2 separate regions of the Mus musculus genome follow, and region 1 is linked to region 2. A link is a contact called in public Micro-C data. All regions are on one chromosome and are shown on one strand. Each heading gives the region's core, a stretch centred on a gene start, on an enhancer-like site or on the middle of the called end of the contact. The rest is flanking DNA. Distances are from core to core; before and after follow the strand shown.

Region 1 (2,700 bases), core at 49-2,548, 65 kb before region 2:
AAGTACAGGGTGGGAGAAATTGTGTGCTCATTTAGCATCTGATACACTGAAAGAGCCCCAGGGACCTTTATCAGGGATGTCCCTACTAATTACCTAGGGATGCTGTAATGAACCTAAAGTTTAAAGCAAAGGAGGGTCACCCTTCTGCATGGTGGGTTAACACCTTTCTTTTCTGAATGATAAGCTGAGAACAGAAATTTTAACTAGCTTGATAAGCAAAGCAGGAAGTGAGAGAGAGAATCAGTGCGTGGAGGTGGGAAGCCCTGGCCTACCATTCCAGTGATGGCCTTATCTAGAGAAGGGCCGTGCTGTGGTGGGGGTTGCCTTTCCAACAGTGAGGCGGTCATCCGTTCTACAAATGGAAAACAGAATGGGTTTGTTTGACTGAAAATAGATGGTCTAGTTTGTGAGTAGACTGTCCCCCCTCTTTATTTTCAGCCCTGGGTACTAGACGGCAGTTGCTGCTCTGAAAAGGAATAAACACAGAGAGGAAATTGTGTGACATGAGACTATGTATTTTTGATAGCAAAGGGACTGGAAGGACATAGTGTATATATAAAAAAGGCCTTGTAGATTGAATTAGCCAGTCTCAAACTTGAGCAGGGTCACTGCATTGCAATTTGCAAACAAATCCTTTTCATTATCTGCTACACAGATTTAAGAATTTGGCTTTTATAGCTCTACTCATTCTCGGGGCATCTGAATAGTCTTTTTGAAGGCAAAAATGTAGCTGAAGGCCCCCACAGGAGCCACAGAGTGTCCCGAATGCTGCGTGTGAGAACGTATGTATTCGATCTACTCAGAGGACACACTCTCAGGCCACAGCCCTCAGAAGGTCATCTGTGCACTGGGTGCCGAGGGCTCCTGGGTATTGTCATCTTCTACCAGGTACAGACATGAGTGTCACAGTGACTCAAGCCACGCCCCGTCTTACCAGTGCAAGTGCATGCGATTGCCCAAAGTTTCATCTGCTGTGGTTTTAAAGGTACCTCAGGCCAGGTATCTGAACTGTATGTGAATTTTGTTTTAGAGAATTTACTGCCCCCCACCCCAACCCCTGTACAGCATGGACGCACATTGTTCTCTTACAGAAACCAACACTTTAACTTGTTTATTACTGATGTGTCTGAGAAGGGCTAAGTTGGACACCATTCTGACAAGGACTAATGAAAGACCTTTCTCTGCACATAGTACTGAATGGGATCGACAGTTCTCTTCTGAATACATCTACACTGACCACGGCCAGCTGGCAAGGCACAGCTGCGCTAGTCATGCATGCACAGCTTCTGCCCTTAGCAACATTAGGTGAAGACAATCCGTGGCTGTAAACCTTTCTCCCTCTAAGAAACAGCTTCCCAGCCTTGGCTAATCTCGGAAGCACCCGAAGAAAAGCTGCATGTGGTGTGGACGTTTCCAGATTGGCAGCACAGCAGGCAGGGGATGTGTGACTTCCATGTGCTCCCTTCCGAGCCAGCAGCTCAATGCTTTGGGAATGGCCTGCGAAGTGTGGCTTGTGTCTTCCTTACTTTTGAACTGCATCGATGAAGACCATGACCAAAAGCGACTTGGGCAGGAAAGGGTTTCATTTCACCTTACAGCTTGCAGTCTTTCATTCAGGGGAGCTGGGGCGGGAACTGAAGCAGATGCCATGAGGAGCCCTGCTTGTTCTGTGACCCATGAGAGCTCGACGTACTTTCTTATACCACCCTGGACCACATGCCCAGGGAGGGCACTGCCCTCAGTGAGCTGGGTACTCCTATATCAACCACAGTCAAGAAAATGCCCACACAGTCTTGCCTACAGCCAGCCCGCTGGAGGCACTGCCTTCAAGTCAGCCCGATGGAGGCACTGCCTACAGCCAGCCCAATGAAGGCATTTTCTCAGATTAGGTTCTTCCCAGATAACTGTAGCTTGTGCCAAGTTGACAACAACCAACCAGGGACAGGTGGTAAGGCTGAAATCTACTGCCACTGTCCTCCTCACTGTCAAATCTGAGGTGAATGTGCACTTCCACTGACGGCCTCTCCACGTGCACATAGCACTGCCATCTAAGTAAGCCAAGTGGCCGACAGAGGTAGACATGATGTTTTAAGCCCCATGAATTCCCACAGACCAGTATGTGCACACAAGCAGCCCGATGAGAAATGGGACATTGCAGCTTCCTAAATGATCTTCTCTGCTCCTCCTAGTCAACACCACAACCCACCTTTGTGACTTTCAAGAATAACGGTTGTAATTTCTCCCCTCCCAGCAATCAGTGAGGGGAGAAGGCTCCCACCAACCCCTGCACCACAAGTAGACTCTGAATTCACCTAGATCAACTCCTTTGAACAGAAGGGAACCAGGGTTAGCTAGTGCCACAGCACCCTTGATTATCCAGGGTTAGCCAGTGTCACAGCACCCTTGATTATCCAGGGTTAGCTAGTGTCACAGCACCCTTGATTATCCAGGGTTAGCCAGTGTCACAGCACCCTTGATTATCCAGGGTTAGCCAGTGTCACAGCACCCTTGATTATCCAGGGTTAGCCAGTGTCACAGCACCCTTGATTACGGCAGAACTCTGAGCTGAACAAGATCTAGGAGGAGCCTGGAGACCTTCTAACTTCTTCCTACTGGAAACTGGGCTGGGGATAGCCCTAGTTTTGCTGAACCCTGGCCCACAGCATTTCCTTTTGCCCTCTGAGCAGATTTCAGTAGTTC
Region 2 (2,700 bases), core at 174-2,673:
CCCTACTTAAAATTATTTTGGTGACGATTCTATAGAGCTAATAGGATGTGGGAGACAGCACAAAACTTTTTTGTCAGTTTCCAGATTAAAAATAGTCGAAATGACTTATATCTTTTATTTTGGAAAGCCGGGGACAAAAAAGATATCGCTTGCCAACAAGCAAGGTGCCAAGTTTCTGTCAAGTAGCTGCTTGGTTATAATTTGGGGAGCTAGAATTCAATTTATATCTTGAAAAATGGCATCTTGGAGAAAAAGATGATAGGAGACTTGTAATTTGTTCCTTTAATGAGGATGCTCTTTGTGTGAGCATGTGTTCCTGTGTTTATGTGTTGGGGTGTGCATATGCACACATATAGGCTAGGTGTATATGTGTTGGGGTGTGTATAAGCACACACACAGGTCAGGTGTCACCCTTGAGCATTAGTTTTAGGAGCTGTCTACTCTGTTTTTTGAGACAGGGCCTCTCATTGTACCGAGGATTTGACAATTAGCACAGTCTGGCCAGTGACCTTCACGAATCCATCCAGGTTTGTGCCACCATGCCAGCTTTTTACACAGATGCTGGGGACTAAACCCTTGCTTTCATGCTTGCTCCAATAAACACTTCACTGAAAGAGCCATCTCCCCAGTGGCTCCCAGTATCTGGAGGCTTCCAGTCTGGGCTGGGGATTTTCAAACAGGATCTCTGATGTCATAGCTATCTGGGAAAATCAGAGAGCCCAATGAACATGTCTCAGCCAGGTGTCCCCTTCATGTCAACTGTGACCTCCAGTGAGGTGTCTCAGACTCACAACATCGTGCCCTTCTCGTGGGCTCAGACAGAAAGAGAGGAGAGGTGTATACTCAGAGACTGAAGCTGTACTGGAAAATGCTGCACTGAGTACCAATTTAGGGTACTTGATTTGTTTTGAGAATCGTTTGGCATTTCTGAAATAGAGTCTCATGTAGTCCAGGTTGGTCTAATTCTCTAATTAGCTGAGGAGTAAATTTCTGATCCTCCTGCTTCTATGTCCCTCGTGCTGAAATCAGAGGTGTGCATCATTATTTCCTGTCCCTGTAGTGCTGGAGATTGCACCCAGGGCTTTGTAAATGCGAGGCAAGTGTGCAACCAACTGTGCTACATCTCCAGCCCCAACGTGCCCATATCTCATATCAGCTGACCTTTGTCCTGGATGCCTGCTAGAACCACCAAAGGAATGTAAGGAAAATACCAAAGTCTGGGGCCTATTCCAGACCAATTAATGAATTCATCATTCTTTGGGCACTGGCATTTAATAAAAACTCCCTAGGTAACTTGCTGTGGGGGTTACAAACTGCAACTGGCCATGGGAGACAGGCCCAGGGTCAGCTGGTACAATAGTAGCTTCCTAGGCTGGGTAAGCCCTCCTCCCAGTCATGTGACCCGGGGTAGGTCACCCTGTCTGTCATACAGCAATTTGCATACGTCTTCTGGCTTCCAGGAAAGACTGGTGTAAACAGCAGAGCTACAGCCCTGGAAAGCCTGTCTTCTGGCTCCAAACCCGGAGTAGAGCCTACAGAGTTATTTTTTTTTTTGCCCACCAATGCAGATAGTTAGCAGTTGGGCTGAACCAACCATGATTGTGAGCCTGGATCTAGGGAGCAACCTGGCCCTCAAAAGAACTGAGGAGTGTTAAGTCAGGATTCATCGGGAAAAACGACTAGTGGTTCAGAGACAGGATTTTGTTTCACAAGCATGTAACCAGGAAACCTCTAAATTGGCAGAGGGTTGCAGTGGCTTTCAACCTTCCTAATCCCCCCATGACTCTTTGATGTAATTGCTCATAATGATCCCCAACCATAAACTATTTTCATTGCTACTTCATAACTGCAGTTTTGCTACTGTTATGGACCATAATGTAAATACTTGTTTTTGATGGTCTTAGGTGACCCCTGTAAACGGGTCACTTGACCTTGAAGGGAGCTGAGACCCACAGGTTGAGAAGCACTGGGTTAGCTTGTGTGTAAGACGGCATCCCACCCCGTGATTGTGGACCTCGGCGGGCTCATCCAGTCAGCTTCTGCTCGGCTTTAATCGAAGGAGCAAAAAGCATCAAGTGATTTCTCTCTCTTCTTTGGAAACAAGTAGGTGTCTCCACGCTTGAATTTGTCACTGTGCTTGGTCTTTGGGATCTGGCACAGAGACTCCCAGACTAGCTGCCTACAAACAGCTGCACCCTATGGTACCAGCAGGTGCAAGGACAGAGCCCTAAGGGGGGGAAAAACCAGTCCAAGAACAATGGCGCCATTATAGTGCTGAAAGACCAGGCCAGGGGCTAGCCTCTAGTTCACACCATTTGAGGGCAGGAAGAGCAGGAAACTCAGCCACAGCTCCCTGGGACTGTGTCCCTGGAAGACAGCCACCAAGCGAGCCAGGTAGAGCACACAGCAGACAGCGGCAGGGCTGGGGGTGGGGATCTTTGCAGAAAACCATATTCCTTTCCTTTTAACAGAACTTCTCTTCCCCGTGGGCAGCACTGCCACAGTCACCAAGTTTACATTTACATCCAAATATGCACACACAAAAAAATTACCGATGCATCTCACTCCCTGGTGACTTTATAACAGGTTGCTAGGTAACAGTGCATACAAGTCAGGTTTCAGGACCTCTGGTAAGCCTCCATAAAATAGCTGCATGGGCCTTTTGCATAAACAGTGTGCCTCTGCTATCTGTTTTCTTAT

The links. Hi-C and Micro-C count contacts between places; a contact is called where the count stands out from the background.
Region 1: a Micro-C map of stem cell-derived neurons shows a contact between it and region 2, with 1.8 times the contacts expected there. The contact joins two enhancer-like sites. A contact is called at or near these places in 1 of 15 datasets of contacts at CTCF or cohesin (the NIH/3T3 cell line), 3 of 484 Hi-C or Micro-C datasets (cerebral cortex, nephron progenitors and stem cell-derived neurons) and 2 of 115 datasets of contacts at active chromatin or transcription factors (both in embryonic stem cells).

What each region holds. Positions count from the first base shown.
Region 1 is chr8:79,144,004-79,146,703 of GRCm38.p6, reverse strand. The region is part of intron 8 of Zfp827 (zinc finger protein 827); the gene reads right to left. Among named protein-coding and RNA genes, the nearest start is that of Gm30271, 57 kb to the left of the region's middle. Within about 2 kb of position 1,298, at least 31 of the 459 cell types and tissues checked have an H3K27ac peak or open chromatin away from gene starts, as enhancers often do. A contact at or near this core is called in cerebral cortex and stem cell-derived neurons, where this site is marked.
Region 2 is chr8:79,078,979-79,081,678 of GRCm38.p6, reverse strand. All of the region lies in intron 4 of Zfp827 (zinc finger protein 827), which reads right to left. Among named protein-coding and RNA genes, the nearest start is that of Zfp827, 52 kb to the right of the region's middle. Within about 2 kb of position 1,423, at least 64 of the 459 cell types and tissues checked have an H3K27ac peak or open chromatin away from gene starts, as enhancers often do. A contact at or near this core is called in cerebral cortex and stem cell-derived neurons, where this site is marked.